Linked DNA regions of Mus musculus: region 2 is linked to region 1. A link is a contact called in public HiChIP or PLAC-seq data. All regions are on one chromosome and are shown on one strand. Each heading gives the region's core, a stretch centred on a gene start, on an enhancer-like site or on the middle of the called end of the contact. The rest is flanking DNA. Distances are from core to core; before and after follow the strand shown. Region 1 has its middle 86 kb from the start of Gm32240. Region 2 overlaps Gm830 (a long non-coding RNA gene).

What was found. HiChIP or PLAC-seq counts read pairs in DNA pulled down with a chosen protein or histone mark.
Region 2: a contact with region 1 is called in a RAD21 HiChIP or PLAC-seq map of pro-B cells, with 2.1 times the contacts expected there. The contact joins two enhancer-like sites. A contact is called at or near these places in 3 of 15 datasets of contacts at CTCF or cohesin (CD8 T cells, the NIH/3T3 cell line and pro-B cells), 8 of 484 Hi-C or Micro-C datasets (the AML12 cell line, LSK cells, Th1 cells and 2 more) and 2 of 115 datasets of contacts at active chromatin or transcription factors (the 230-238 cell line and pancreatic cancer cells).

Annotation. Positions count from the first base shown.
Region 1 is chr4:95,290,588-95,298,112 of GRCm38.p6, forward strand. No RefSeq gene overlaps it. Among named protein-coding and RNA genes, the nearest start is that of Gm32240, 86 kb to the left of the region's middle. Within about 2 kb of position 3,729, at least 1 of the 459 cell types and tissues checked has an H3K27ac peak or open chromatin away from gene starts, as enhancers often do. A contact at or near this core is called in pro-B cells, where this site is marked.
Region 2 is chr4:95,470,609-95,477,591 of GRCm38.p6, forward strand. All of the region lies in intron 1 of Gm830 (a long non-coding RNA gene), which reads right to left. Among named protein-coding and RNA genes, the nearest start is that of Gm12707, 11 kb to the right of the region's middle. Within about 2 kb of position 4,288, at least 20 of the 459 cell types and tissues checked have an H3K27ac peak or open chromatin away from gene starts, as enhancers often do. A contact at or near this core is called in pro-B cells, where this site is marked.

The DNA of each region.
Region 1 (7,525 bases), core at 2,479-4,978:
TGCCAATGAAATCAAATGAGTCGGTGTGGCAAGAGAGAGGAGGCACTTACCTACAATGAAATAGGAAACATCCTGCCAGTTCCCAGAAGCATCAGATAGTCAATGGCTCTAATTACTTACAGGGAAAAAAATGCCAAACATTTTAGTTCAATGAAGAGGCAACAGAGGTAGAAAGATATCTGTTGGAAGTCTGATGCCATAGATCCAAGCTGAACCCCAGCTACCCACTAGCTCTATAACTCAGGCAAGTCACTGCTTTTTGGCTTGGTTTTCCTTCATCTCTATAATAGCCTTACATAGCTGATGTTGGAATGATGAATAAATCAGTCAGTGAAAGTCATTCACTGTGGCCTCTTGTATAGCGAGGGTACACTAGAACATGATGGACCACCCCCATATGGTGGGTATTGAATTCTGGGGTAGAAGCACGGGGTAGCAGACTGTGAAGTATCAATGGATGTGGTGTTGACTGTGATATGGTGTGATGCTGAAGACCACTTCAGAGTTCACCGTAGCCTGAATATCCAGCATTTATAATGGCCCAGCAGCTACAGTTGGAAAGAAGGAGATAGAATAAGGCTCAGGGCAACCAGAAGAGCAACCACCTCAGGCCATAATGGCTCTTTCCCAGCAAAGGTGAGCTAAGTGTTCGGTCAATTACAGATTTGCTGAATTTCTAACTACCAGATTCTGGGAACTCAAGGACAAACAAAAAGGCAAACGTCTCTCCTCTCTCTGGCTCAGAATTGGGAAAACAAGCCCAAACAATGACAAGCAGTGGAGTGATGAGCTAGAACATGTGACACAAACCTAGGATGGAGAGGAGAGGTTTCCTAATGGAGCCATCATCACAGCCAAAGTCAGAGCAAGAAATAAAGATTTCAAAATTAATGTGAGACTTGAATCCTAACCTCCCAGGGGGCTGTTTGCCCGTTTCCACCCTGACCAATAACATCTTGGGCTTTGTAGGAGTTTGTAGAACTTTCCCCACTTGGATGAAATACACAACTCAGCAGAAATTCATTGATGAATTCAATACAACATTAGTTGTGTGCTGCTATCTTTAAGGGCAATGGCTTCAAGTCCTTAGTGCATCAGAATCTTGCTTGTGGAAGGTGACCACTAGACCTAAACCTCTGAACTTCTAATTCAAGCAATGTAAGGAGGGGCCAGAGAATCCAGCATTTCAAGTTCCCAAGTGATATATTGAAAGAAACCTTTTAAAAAAGAAATTAAGGGCAGTTAAGTCAGCAAGGAATCGTATTTCCTGACCTTTCCTCTTCTCCTTTGTGATAATTAGCCAAGTGCATCAGATTGTGAAGTCAAGCTCTCACCAATGGAGTGAGATGTGGTCACCTATGTGAGAGATAAAGAACAGAAGTCATGTTATCAGTTATGCTTTCTAGACTTTTTTTTTTTAATAAAAAAATTCCTCCTATGCTTCATTCCCTTTGCGTGTTCCTTTGTGCAATACTTAGATCATTCCTTGTTTGTTTCTGACAATGTCCATGCTGTCTGCTGGTGAACTGCACTTTATGTCTTAGGGGAAGCAGTTCAGTTTCTGGAGGTGCTACTCAGGGCACAAGGTTGTTTCTAAATTTTCCTTAGTGTTTGTGGAGAGATGGAAGGTCTCAGTCTAGGCCGCTAGTGTCCTTCTAGGAAGGATCCTCTGACGACTCTGTTCTAAAACATTGATTATGTAAGCAAATCACGCAACCAAACCCTGCCTTAGTGTTTACGTTTTACTATATAAACACATTTAGATTTTTTTCTCTTTATTTTCTGAGGGGAAAATGAAAAGATTTTTTTTTTTTGCCAGATTCTGTGGTTTGAATGTTTGTGCCCCACCCCCCAATCCATATGTTGACATTTTAATTCTGTATGTGATGATATTAGAGCGTAGGCTTTTATGAGGTGACTAGATCATGGTAGAGGCCTCCTAAATAGGATATGTGCCATTATTAAAGAAACACAAATGGACTAATCATGCCTTCTTACCATGTGGGCACAGTGGTAACATGTCCTTATAAGAGATTGAATCTTGCCAGAGACTTCTCCAGATCTGTGAGGAATAGGCATTTCTTTTGTTGTTTTTTTGTTTTATGAGCCACCCAGTGTACTGTATACTGTTATTGCAGCCCAGATAGGCTCAGGCCCTTCTTGAAATCAACAAGCTACAAGCACACAGGATCAGTGTCCTCTTCAGTGGTTTTTCCCTCAGGTCTGTTTTCCTCAGGCATGTGGATCCCAAAGTCTGTACTAAACTTCAGCTGAGTCACATTTCATCACACCACATTAATGGCTCCTGGGCTGTGATGGATGAAATGTACAGTCTCGTATCCTGGAGTCAGAAGTCCAGGTCAACACTTCATTGAGATTATTGAGCCTCTTTATGCCTTCGAAGAATGATGGAGGGAGTGATAATCAAAAGCTCCACAGTTGTTGCCATTCCTCTGTGGCACTATGCCTCCAGGACACAGCTATAGGTGTTTAATAGCTTTTGTCTGGACCTTTGCAGTGCCATTCTAAGGGATTTCTCTGCCCCCAGGGGACCTTTCCAAATCTCCCTGAGAGAACCGGTGTAAGGCAAGAGTCTGATCATGCCCTTCTCCTTTCCTCGTGGAAAACTGACTTTACACTCAAGGGAGCAAGGACTGCACCTGGCAGGGACAGACAGACAGACATTCCATGTGAGGGCATGGGCAAGCAGGTGTGGCAGGGACCTTGATGAACTGGAGTTTGGCTGACTTACAGCATTCAAATTTGGAATTCTGGAGAACAGGCTCTGTCTTGGGACAGAGTTTTTAGCCTTTACTGCCAATAGACTTGGCCACAATATGAAACCTGAAGTTTTTTACTTTGGTTGATGAGGTTCAGCCTCCTTCTTGGTGTGCCCTGGTGACTTAATCCTATGACTGTCAAACTGCAGTTTTCCCACATTCTCATACTGGTCCTTGGCTCATTCCCCTTGATGAAACCTGGCACGCCTGATTTTGCTCGTCCTTTGCTGAAATGCTCCTCATTCCAGACTCTTCCCCCAGCTCACCTTCTCTGATCTCAGATGCATTTCCCCAGATGGACTGTGTATGTGTGTGCTGCCCCAATACTACCTGTCGCTCTCCTCATCATGATCAGTATCTGGTTGTAATTGTGGTTTTGTTGGTTTGTGTTTTGTTTTATTTTTCTCCACTTCCCCTGCTAAGATATATGTGCCAGAGACTCCAGAGACTAAGCGTTAACCATCTTTGTGCCTAGAATAAATGGAGTTTTCTATCATTGTTAAATGAAGAAGTGAGAAGGCAGGTGACCCTGTAGTAATGGTCAGGAATTTAACCAGTGCATGGTATAAAAATTGCTCCAATTATTTATACTGAAAAGTAGGGAGGGACTGCATCTCTTTCTCTCCATAACAGGAAAGGTTAGACCCAGTGGAAAGAAAAATTAAAGAGTAGTAATGTTACTTAATTAATTACTAAATTCTACTTTCCTTTTTGATGATTCAAACTTCTGGGCTTGGCCTGGTATATTGGCACACATCTTTAATACCAGCATTTGGGAAGCAAAGGCAGGGAATCTCTGAGTTCTAGACCAGCCTGGTCTAAATAGTGAAATCTTGTCTCAAAAAAAAAAAAATTGCTTCTGTGCTGTACTTAAACACTATCCCTCACTGTTGATTTGAATTCTCGAGAGTCTGTTTACCCAGTGGGATAGTTACCCACAGTTACTGTCACTAGATGGCGGACTTCCCTTTGATTGCTTATAGACAGGGGTTCTTCTTTGTCCTATTTAAGGTATGACACCCCCCACCCCCCACCCCCCCCCCGTAGGAAATTCAGCACCTTTCATGGATGGAATATCTACCTGAACTTAGAACAAAGTGCCACAAACTTGGGGACTGATAAACCGTAGCAACTGTCTCTTAAAGTTTAGGAAAATGGGAAGCCTAAGGTCAAGGTGTTGAAGATTCAGTGCTTGTCAGTGGCCTAGTTCTTCAAATATGAAGGCTTCTGGCCTTTTCCCCACTCACGGGAGTGGTAAAGAAGTGGTCTGGCACTTGCTAAAAGAAGAGCACTTGCTGTGGTTCAACTCTTTGTGTTTCATGTTGGTATTTGGTTTCTGATACAGGAATATTACCAGGTATGGCCTTTGGGAAGTCACTCGGTCAGCAGTGCTCCTTCCTTATAAAGGGGATTCTGACCCTCTAGAATGAAGCTCCAGTGGGCACTTAGCCCACTTTCGTCCTTTCTGCCATGTGAAGACGTAGTATCCATCCTTTCAAGAGGATGGAGCAAGGGACCATCTTAAAAGTCAAGATCGGTTTTCACCATACTCCACATCAGCTTGATTGTGGACATTCTAGCTTCCAGAATTGGGAGAAATAAATTTCTATTACTTATAGATAGTCTGGTCTGTAATACATTTTACAGCATCATATATGGACACAGGCACTAATCCTGCTCACAAAGGCTCCATCCTAATTGGATCTCAATGCCCCATCACTTTCTAATATTATCACCTTGGGTTGTAAAATTTTGACATGTGATATTGCATGGGAAGCAGAGAATTTAGAATAGATCAATGTCTGTGGGCATTTGAGTGTAGTGAATTTCTTCAAGCTTAAGTGGTACAGTTTTCAAGACCAAGACTAGATGAACAAGATCTACAAAGCTAAACAAAGATCTGCAGGCATAAATCGAGAGAGGGATAACTTGCTGCATCATGAAAGTATTCTGTTAAGCCAGGCGTGGTGGTGCACGCCTTTAATCCCAGTACATGGGAGGCAGAGGCAGGTGGATTTCTGAGTTTGAGGTCAGCATGGTCTACAGAGTGAGTTCCAGGGTTCCAGAGTTCCAGCCGGGGTTATACAGAGAATCCCTGTCTCAAAAACAAACAAACAAACAAACAAACAAACAAACAAAGTACAAACAAAAAAGTACCCTGTTGACTATCCTCCATCCATCCCCAACAGGGATCTTGTCAGTGACTTCATGGAAGCCATCTATAGAATGAAGCCTCATCTATAAAATGAAGAGGTCAAGCTACATGGACTATTAGGTTCTCTGGCTTAAAAACTGCCTTCTCTTCCCCAGTTCCTGTGATGGCTCATTCTTCTATATTTTCATCTACATTTCCCTTGTCCTACAGGGGGCCTGGCCATCGGTGATTAGCTTTCCTAACAAAACTTTACTCAACTCTCAAGGACTCCACCATATGTCGTTTAGCAAAAGCAGTCATGAAAGATCAACATAACATCTGGATCTTCTTGGAGAGACAAGCCTCACATTCCTACCCTCACTGCAAAATGGATTGGCCTTGACCTGGGGCCACACCAGGAAGAAGGCACGCTTTGGGGATAGGGGCCTCTTGGTAGCTGGTTGAAGTTGGTCATCACATGGTCCCGGAAGCCTGAGGAATGAGAGGTATTTGCCTTCCTGTAAATCTCTCAGAAGAGTTAGGATTATCTCAGGTCAAGCTGACAATGTGCGTCTTGATGGAAAAGGAACCTCAGGTTTAATAGTCATTTAGAAAAAGCCTATGCAATTTTGTTCCCTATGGTAGAGCTATAGTATCAGACAAATTTGAGGAGAGGGTAATGAAAATGAAGTTGAGAGCCCAGGCAGCATGGTTTTATGCGTAAGAGTGTATTCACTGATTAATGTTTTCACTGTCAATCGAAGGTATGTGGAGCCGACAGGGCTGGGCTCCTGTCTTGGCTCTCATCTCCCCAAGAGCATCTGCAAATTAAGATGAGATCCAGGAAGATGCAGTTAAATCTCAGGTCTGCTCCTTGAACCCAACTTATTTGTAATTCCAAGAATGGGAACTCTTCCCAAGGCAGCTCATTTCACTGTTGGGTGGCAAACACTGTCAGGGGTTTGGGGGTTTTGTTTGTTTGTTTAGTTGGTTGGTTTGTTTTTATGAATGGTGCCCTCGAATCGATCTCTTTAACACAGCCTCAATGTGCATTAGAATGAAGTCAATTTTTTGAAGATGTTTTCACATCCTTCCCAGGTAATCTACTCTCATATGGAACACATATTATGCTCTCAGCTCTTCCTTATACTGAAGGGTTTCTAGATACCCCACTCCTCTGGCTGTCCCGACTTCCCTTCCAGAATCATAGTGCCCCACTGTCTTTCACACAGAGTGGGGTCAGAAGTATACATGGTCATTCCACTGCTGAGAGCAGAGCGATCATCTGAACTTAAAGATGTCACTAGATAATGGAAGCTAGACGAGGAGCTTAGTTCTGCTGATCCTAGGCACCTGGGGTTGACAGAGCAGGCACTAATGGACAAAACATGCAGAGACACACTCTAAAGCACAGAAATGTTTTTCATGAAACTTACTATGTGCACAGTTTCCTCAAGGAGTCCACACACCACACAGCTGAATAAAGCAAGTTCACGTTCCATACAGAAACACTGGCCACCAAATACCTTAGATGTATTTGGGTGATTCGGTGGCTCTGTAACAATGAAAAACCCAAGCCTCAGGCAGCACAGTGTGAGGGATTTATGCCCTTGTGACTAACTTGTTTTCTTTTTTCTAATTAACACATATATGTATATATATACATATATATACATATATATGTGTGTGTGTGTGTATGTATGTGTATGTGTACGTGTACGTATATCATTAAAAAATATACCTTCAGGAAATGCATTCCTTTTTCCTGCTTTTCCTTAACATAATATTCTAGAACAATTATTCTTTATCTTTTCTTTCTTGTTCTGGTCTTATGATTCCCCCTTATCATGATACATGTTGCTCACATGCATGGTATAGGAATGAGGAAAGACAATTCTTAACTTATCCTAGCGGTTTCGGCTGCTACCTGTAAGTAACATTTTCTCAGTTTTGTGCAAAACCTTTATTCTAAATGGTTGGTTGTATCTTTGCAATATAGCCTGTCTTCTCCCATAGGGCATTCTAAAGATGTCTAAAATCTATCACCTCTCCATTCCTTGAATGATCTATCATAACTGGAATTCCTATAATCACTGCCCACCACAGCACTATGAAGCTTAACCCTACATTGAAAACATCTGTTTCATAAAATGAGAAAAGTAAAGTCAGTAGAGCAAAGGCTCTGAATTGAAGAGAGCAATTGTTACTCTTGCAGAGGACTGGGGTAAATACTGGCAAAGGTAAAGAAGACATGAAATCCTTGTTTTTAAATGATGCAAATATAAATTAATTTATCTACTATAGAAAACATCAAAAATTGTTCTATCAGGCTGGCAAGATGACTCAGCCAAACTGTAATGTTATATGCCACATAAGTGCAATTTGTACTTGTCAAACAATGGCAGGAAACATGGCAACATAAAGGCAGATGCTGAAGCAGTAGTTGGGAATTACATCCTGCACTGTAGGGAGACAAGGGAAGAAGGGAGAGAGGGAGAGGAGAGAGAAGAGAGGGGGAGGGAGGGGGAGAGAGCAGGATGGGGAGGGGAAGGGAGGGAGAGGAGAAGGGACAATGTATATCAATAAAATTAGGGAACATCAAAACAAAGGC
Region 2 (6,983 bases), core at 3,038-5,537, 180 kb after region 1:
GGACTCTGAACCCACTCAAACATACCAAGTTTCCTGGCATGGTCCACTGTCCCACAAATTATGCTTACAATGCTGGAAGAAAATTCATAAATCTCATTTCAAGTCTAATCCTCTGTGATAGACTTAAAAATCAATCGTGTTTCTGTGGAAGCATGCTCAAAGGCAGCTTCAGGAAAATAGCTCTTAGGTCTTTCCTTCTAGGGAGATGGTTCTAGGGTTTTATGACTGTGAAGAGACACCATGACCACGGCAACTCTTATTTAGGAAAACCTTTAATTAGGACTGGCTTACAGTTCAGAGGTTTAGTCCATTATTGTCATGCCAGAAAGCATGGTGAAATGCATGTAGACATGGAGCTAGAGAAGTAGCTGAGAGTTCTACATCTGGATCTGACCAGCAGGCAGTGGAAAGAGAATACCACACTGGGTATGGCTTGAACATCTGAGACCTCAAAGTCTACTTCCTACTGACACATTTCCTCTAACAAGGCTATACCTCCTAATTGTGCCACTGCCTATAGGACCAAGTATTCAAACACATGAGTCTATGGGGGCCATTCCTATTCAAACCACCACAGTCATCAAAATTTTTGGTACTGATTTTGTGGTACTCAGTGTCAGCTGAAAACTGTTTCTTGAAAAGGTCATGTTTTGGTTGAATATGAAATTGGTGGGAAATGAGGAAACTGAAACTTATAGGCAAATTGTATCTTATATATTCTACCAACATCATGTCATGTGAAAAATTAAAAATGGGAATGTCAGAAAGTTTAACACATGCCTTCCGTACAACAACCTTTAAGTAGAAGAGCAGATGTCAAGTTTCTCTATGCTAGAGTCTCTCCTTTTTTCCTCTCATGTCTTGAGATACCTTGCAGTGTTCAATCTAATTGATGCTTAGGAAATGGTGTGAAGTAGAGGAGAAAAGAAGAGATGTTGCCCAAGTGGTACTAATTATCAGGCCAATAGGAGGGAAAGATTGCTGGTAATCTAGTGTATATTATGGTGTTATAACTAATTATATATGCATAAATCAAAACAGATTAGAGGACTTTAAATGTTGCCACAAAACTGAGATAATAAACATGCTACTTAGCTTTATTCCATTATTCTTTACTACATATATTGAAATATCACATTGCGCCACCTAAATGTGTATAATTATTGTAAATTAAATGGAAAATAATATTTAAATATATATTTTTTAAAACTTGAAATAACATTTATTATCTCCAGTGAGTCATGGATTTAAAGGCAGCTGGGCTGAGTGGTTCTGGCTTGGGTGCCTCGTGAAGCTAACAGCCAAGATGTCAACCAACATGTTTTCATCTGAAGACTTAATTGAAGCTGGATGGTCTGCTTCCAATAGCTTTCCATTGCTAATACTCAGGTGCTGGCTGTATTCTTCCCATGTAAACTTCTGCATGATTTCTTGAGTCCCTTCCCAACACAGGATCTGATTTTCATTGGAAATCAGTCCAAAAATTGTGCCACAGGGATGACAGCCTTCTCAAAGCCTAACCTCAGACGTCACAGTGAGTCACTTCCCTCACAATTTATACATTATAATTCTGATCCACATTCAGAGGATGAAGAGAAAGCTTGACTTTAGAAAGGGGGAAAATTGCAGGGTTATTTGAAGGGACCACTCTTAATAACATGGAAAAACTGTTAGCTCTGTGAGCTTTATGTACGGCCTCCACTTTCAAGGCAGAAGCTTTTCGTGTGTCTTGGGTCAAGATCAGACTGCCCATCATGGCCACTAATTCTTTGTATCCTGGAATCCTTCCCAACTGGAGCCAGGTCTGTCTTCACTTAATTTCACATGCCTGACTACTTTTATTGCTTCTAAAGCAGTGATTCTCAACCTTCCTAAGGCTGCAGCCCTTTAATGCAGTTCCTCATGTTGTGATGACCCCAAGTGTAAAATTAATTTTGTTGCTACTTAATAACTGTAATTTTGCTACAGTTAAGAATCATAATGTAAATAGTTTTGGAGATAGAGGTTTGCCAGAGGGGTTGTGACCCACACGCTGAGAACTACCAAATCTAAAGTGTTGTACTATTATATTCCCTATCTGAAAACTCTAAAGAGCCTTCCTTGGTCTCTCTCTGCAACACAGAGATCACCTCTTCATCAGCCTCCCCATCATCTCAGTCCACAGCAGATTCTGTCAGATGCTCTCAGCCTTGGGTGTCTCTATGACACCTTTCCATTGCAGCTATGTAAAGGCGTGCCTGTGATTCATGTGTCTTTCCCACTGTCATTGGCTCTACTAAGACTGCATTTAGTTTTATTCAGCTGGGTCCCCTTTGCACAGCATTACTGAGCACACAATATGTACTTATCCCATTAGAATATGCCAAAAGAATGAAGCCGGAGCCGACGATCTTATAACCGAAGGTATTTGAGCATACCTTCTCTCTGTCTTTTTTTTTTTTTTTCCCTCTCTGACTCTTTTGCAGGTGTGTTTCAGGGAGGTCTGAAATCAGAACAGGGAGACTATGATATGTAGGATCCTGTACTGGCACAACATCTATAAGATGCTGTCCTGCTGTGCTGTGCTTACCACTCCCTACCAAGCTCACTCTGCCTCTCCTATTCCACTTTCCTTTGGCTAGAAGAGCATCTCCCAGAAGGCAGCCTGTCTCAGCGCAGCTAGCCTCCTGACATGTATCCCACACAAGGAAAAACTGTTGGAGTCTCTGAGAACCACTGCCTAGGACTGCAGGAGTCTCCAGAGGCTTCTTTCAGGAACCTTACACAGAGAAGGCTTTCTCCAAATACAAGCCCACAGGGCTTTTAAAAGCACTTCTAAAACGGTGTGTTCCTAGCAGCCATTTTTGATGGGCCTAAGGGATTGTAAGAGCTTCAAAAACTACTACTCAGCCTGTTCCCCCATATGGAGCAAGTTCCATACACGGCAACTTTAAAGACAGAGCCACTTTGGATTTTGCTGTACTCTGTAAATGAAAGCCTCTGCAGGTCCTATCCAAGAGGTTCCAAATGGAGAGTACAGTGTGATACATAGTGCTCATCACCCTAGAGGCCATGTGCTTCTCACAGTGAGCAACTGTCCCAAATTATCACAGAACTGTAAGTAGTCTCCTATAGGAAGCTTGGTGTAAGTCTATCTTCCTTGTTGCCGTCTTTCTTCACATTATAGCATGCTGTGGATTACTACACATTCTTACGCACACAAGCCCTCAAGTATACAATCATCTGCCTGCACACACATGGCCCATGGTGCACCTGGGAAACTGCCCAGGTGTACTGCTTAGCATATGGCCAGCAATGAGTGAGACGAGCATTCGTCTATTGAAGAGTTCTTCCTGCTGCTTTTCTTTGTTTTTACTTCCTCATTTTTTCCTTTCTTCTCTTCTCTTCTCTTCTCTTCTCTTCTCTTCTCTTCTCTTCTCTTCTCTTCTCTTCTCTTCTCTTCTCTTCTCTTCTCTTCTCTTCTCTTCTCTTCTCTTCTCTTCTCTTCTCTCCTCTCCTCTCCTCTCCTCTCCTCTCCTCTCCTCTCCTCTCCTCCCCTCCCCTCCCCTCCCCTCCCCTCCCCTCCCCTCCCCTCCCCTCCCCTCCCCTCTCCTCTCCTCTCCTCTCCTCTCCTCTCCTCTCCTCTCCTCTCCTCTCCTCTTTCCTCCCCTCTCCTACCCTCCTTTCTTTCTTACTTATACATTTCCCTTTCAGTTTTTAACTAAATGAAAATCACATGCCACATATAGAGTGTCTGTTTCAGTGGGAAGAACAGGTTTAGAGGTAGATGGAGCAGGAGGATTTCTCAAGAAGTCTGAAATAAGCCCTCTGAAGACCTTCTATGGTTTGCACAGGAGCCTGAGGTGCAGTATCCTACAATTCATTCTCTTCAAGCCCAATAAAGAATCCCGTTTTACATAAACAGGAGAACTGGGGTCCAAAGAGATTCTATCAGCCTCTATGCACACATAGTTCACTGCTTCCTAGCCATGCCTAACTGCTTAATGCTATAAAACAGATACCAGTGAAGGACACTATGGGAGTGCAGAGGAGGAGAGATTCGCTTTCAGCTAGGTAGATCAGGCAAGATCCTAGGGCTATGGTAAGATAGACACTTTCTTCTTAAACCAGTCTGCTTTGTGCACAAATGACATATCTCCAGTTTATGCTTAAATATCAAAGTTTGCCCAGGGTTGGCGGGGCTTGCTTACTAAATTTCACTCTGATTCAAAACACTGCCCCGAGAGAATGTCCTGTCAATCTTCTTCCTATGACATCTGTTCCACTGCTCAACCCCGACTGCCCACAGGGCAGGAAGTTCTGAACAATTGACACAGTCACTAAGAGAGATTGTTTTTGTTGAGCCACAGGCTGTGTCTCTGTGGTTTCCACCTCCTGATTCTGTGTTCTTGGAGCATCATCAGACTGATGGGTTCCATGATCATGAGAGCATCACGATGTGCAAAGACACCCTGTACATGGTCCCTGAGTGCTTGTCTTCAACTAGACACTCCCATTCCTCCTCCTGGCATGGAGACACAGTAGGACAAGGCAGAAAGTGTGCTGATTCTAGAAACAGACTAATGAATCCTGCTTATCAAACAGCTTAATGACTCAGAGCTTGCAAATATTTGGATAACATAACTCACCTCATAGAGTGTTGCTTTCCTTATTTGCCTAATAAAGATAACTGCAGAGGTGAGTGATCGTCATCCATGTAGATGTATGATCAGCATGCCTGAAAGACTGTAAACTATAGAAGATGTTGTTAATCTGATATGGAAGTCCTGAGCAACAAATTGCTTTCTTCTCCAGGAACAAGCAGGGGAGCTCATTGGAAAGATCACAGGTTGGGATAAACAAGTGTTTAGGGGCCCAAGACATTTACAGTTGACTGAAATCTCTCAAAGGCATTCAAAATGCCTACCTAGAGCAGAAATGCCTAACTTTAGTTTTGCACCCAAATCACCTGGAGATCCTTCCAGAGCAGAATGCTTGGCCTGAAGTTCAGGAAGTTGGGATGGTTCTGGGAGTGTGTCCACCATGTCCCAGGAGGGAAATGATACCTTTGGATCACATTTCGAGAAACCTGATTCTGAAACTAAAGCAGTACTTATGTAATAACAACTTTCACAGGTACTGCGCAGCTGCTTTGTGTATGTCATCATACATAAAGTACACACAATTCTTACATTTCTTCAAAGTAGCCATGTAATTGGGTCTTATTTGTTTATTTCAGGAAGCCTTACTATGTAGTCTAGGCTAGACATGAACTCATAATCCCTCTGACTCTGCTTCCCAAGTGCTGGGGTAACAGGCTCAGGATGACTTTGGAGACAGACACCAATGCTAGAAGTTCATTAACTTTACTTTTGATGGTACCAGAACTAGAGAGAGCATCATCCAGCTCTGATGGCAGGAGGTCTATACCCTCTGTTGCAAAGTTCTTGTAAACCAAGGCACAGAGTGGACCATATTAAAGAGAGCACATCTATAATGGGTAGTTGGATTTGTTTTCAAATGCAGATCCACCTGACCCCAAAGTCTAAGCCCTTTACTCCATCCAGTATGAAAAACATTCCAGCTATGTGCATTCTAGCTAGAAGCCAGGGACCTGCCGGATTTCATTCTGTCCTGTCCTTATTGCTTGACTTCTCCAGGTAATTGTTTCCTTTGTACACTCAATTGGTGGAGTAGAGCTGGCTTTTGTGGGGAATCAAATGAGAGCAGCCGGAGACGAAGTTAGAGCAGCCATTTCTTCATTCTGCCTTAGCTAGTGCTTTTCTTTCAGAGGTTGGAAAGAAACCGGGACTCTGCAAGTGGGGAACCGGCCTGTCAGCTGCACGGGCCTTGGCTTGCAGTGTTCATTAGGGCTGGGCGGGCCTCAGGAGAGCACCTGGGCTGAGAAAAGTAAACTTGTCTCAGTTCTTTAGTCCCTGACTCCCTTCTAGAGTGGAGCCCCAGCGCAGCTGCCAGGCACTAATGCGACCAATTATTTCTGTCCTCAGTTACTAGGTAATAAATCCAGCCCTGGCACCAAGTCGATGGTTTGGCGTGGGAGAAAGCTTGGTTTTAGGATCAACTGCAGCTCCTCGCTGTGGGATTGTGGCTAGGAATCTCAGACTTGAAAAAAGAGTATTGCTGTAGGAGTGCATCACCAACTGCCACCTGGGTATGACAGCCATGTCCTTGCTGTACTCTTCAGCACAAGACAGATGTGGAGTCCACTACCAAGGCTAAGAGACACTACATTTGAGAAGAGCTTAGGTTTCTGAGAGGCCACTGAGGACATCTGTGTTTGTGCACCTACATGGACAGCACACAGTCAAGCCTGGCCTTTTCCTGGTCTCAGTCTTTGCAAATGCCATCCCATCTCCCTGTACAGGATGCTCTGCCTTGGTTCTTTGCACATCTGGAGCATCTGCATTCTTCAGTTATATCCCAAAGATCACCTCTTTCCCTACATCCCATCTAAAATTCCTCCTTTGTTTTTTCAGACATCTTCCTATCATCTATCTTCTTTAGCCCCACGTGAAATATGTCATTTATCTTAGTATTTTGGAAGCAATGTGTGTGTATGTATAAAACTGCCACGTGTTGTAACATCTGAGCAGCCTTCTGAGCAGGCACCTGGCAGCCTGCTCTGCAAACTGCTCTGCCCTGAGACTGGGGGGCTTGACATCACAATTCACATCTTCAGCTGGTTATGGGACCATTCAGGTTTTAAAACTCAAGAAAACTAAAGCAAAGTGCAGGCGTCAATTGTGTGTTTTGCAGAGCTGAAATGCTTCTTATTCATTCGTCTCCCTTTCTTATCCTCAGCAATGATTATTGTATGCTAAATTTGCTTTAAAAAAAAAAGGACAAACAAAATGGAAAAGAAGAGTCCTTGTTTTGAATTCAGTAGGAAGTGCAAGGAGGCCAAAATGAACAGTTAGATGCTAAGGTAGTAAGTTTACTGATAAAGGAACGAAAACAGCTACATCATGACGTACATGACAACA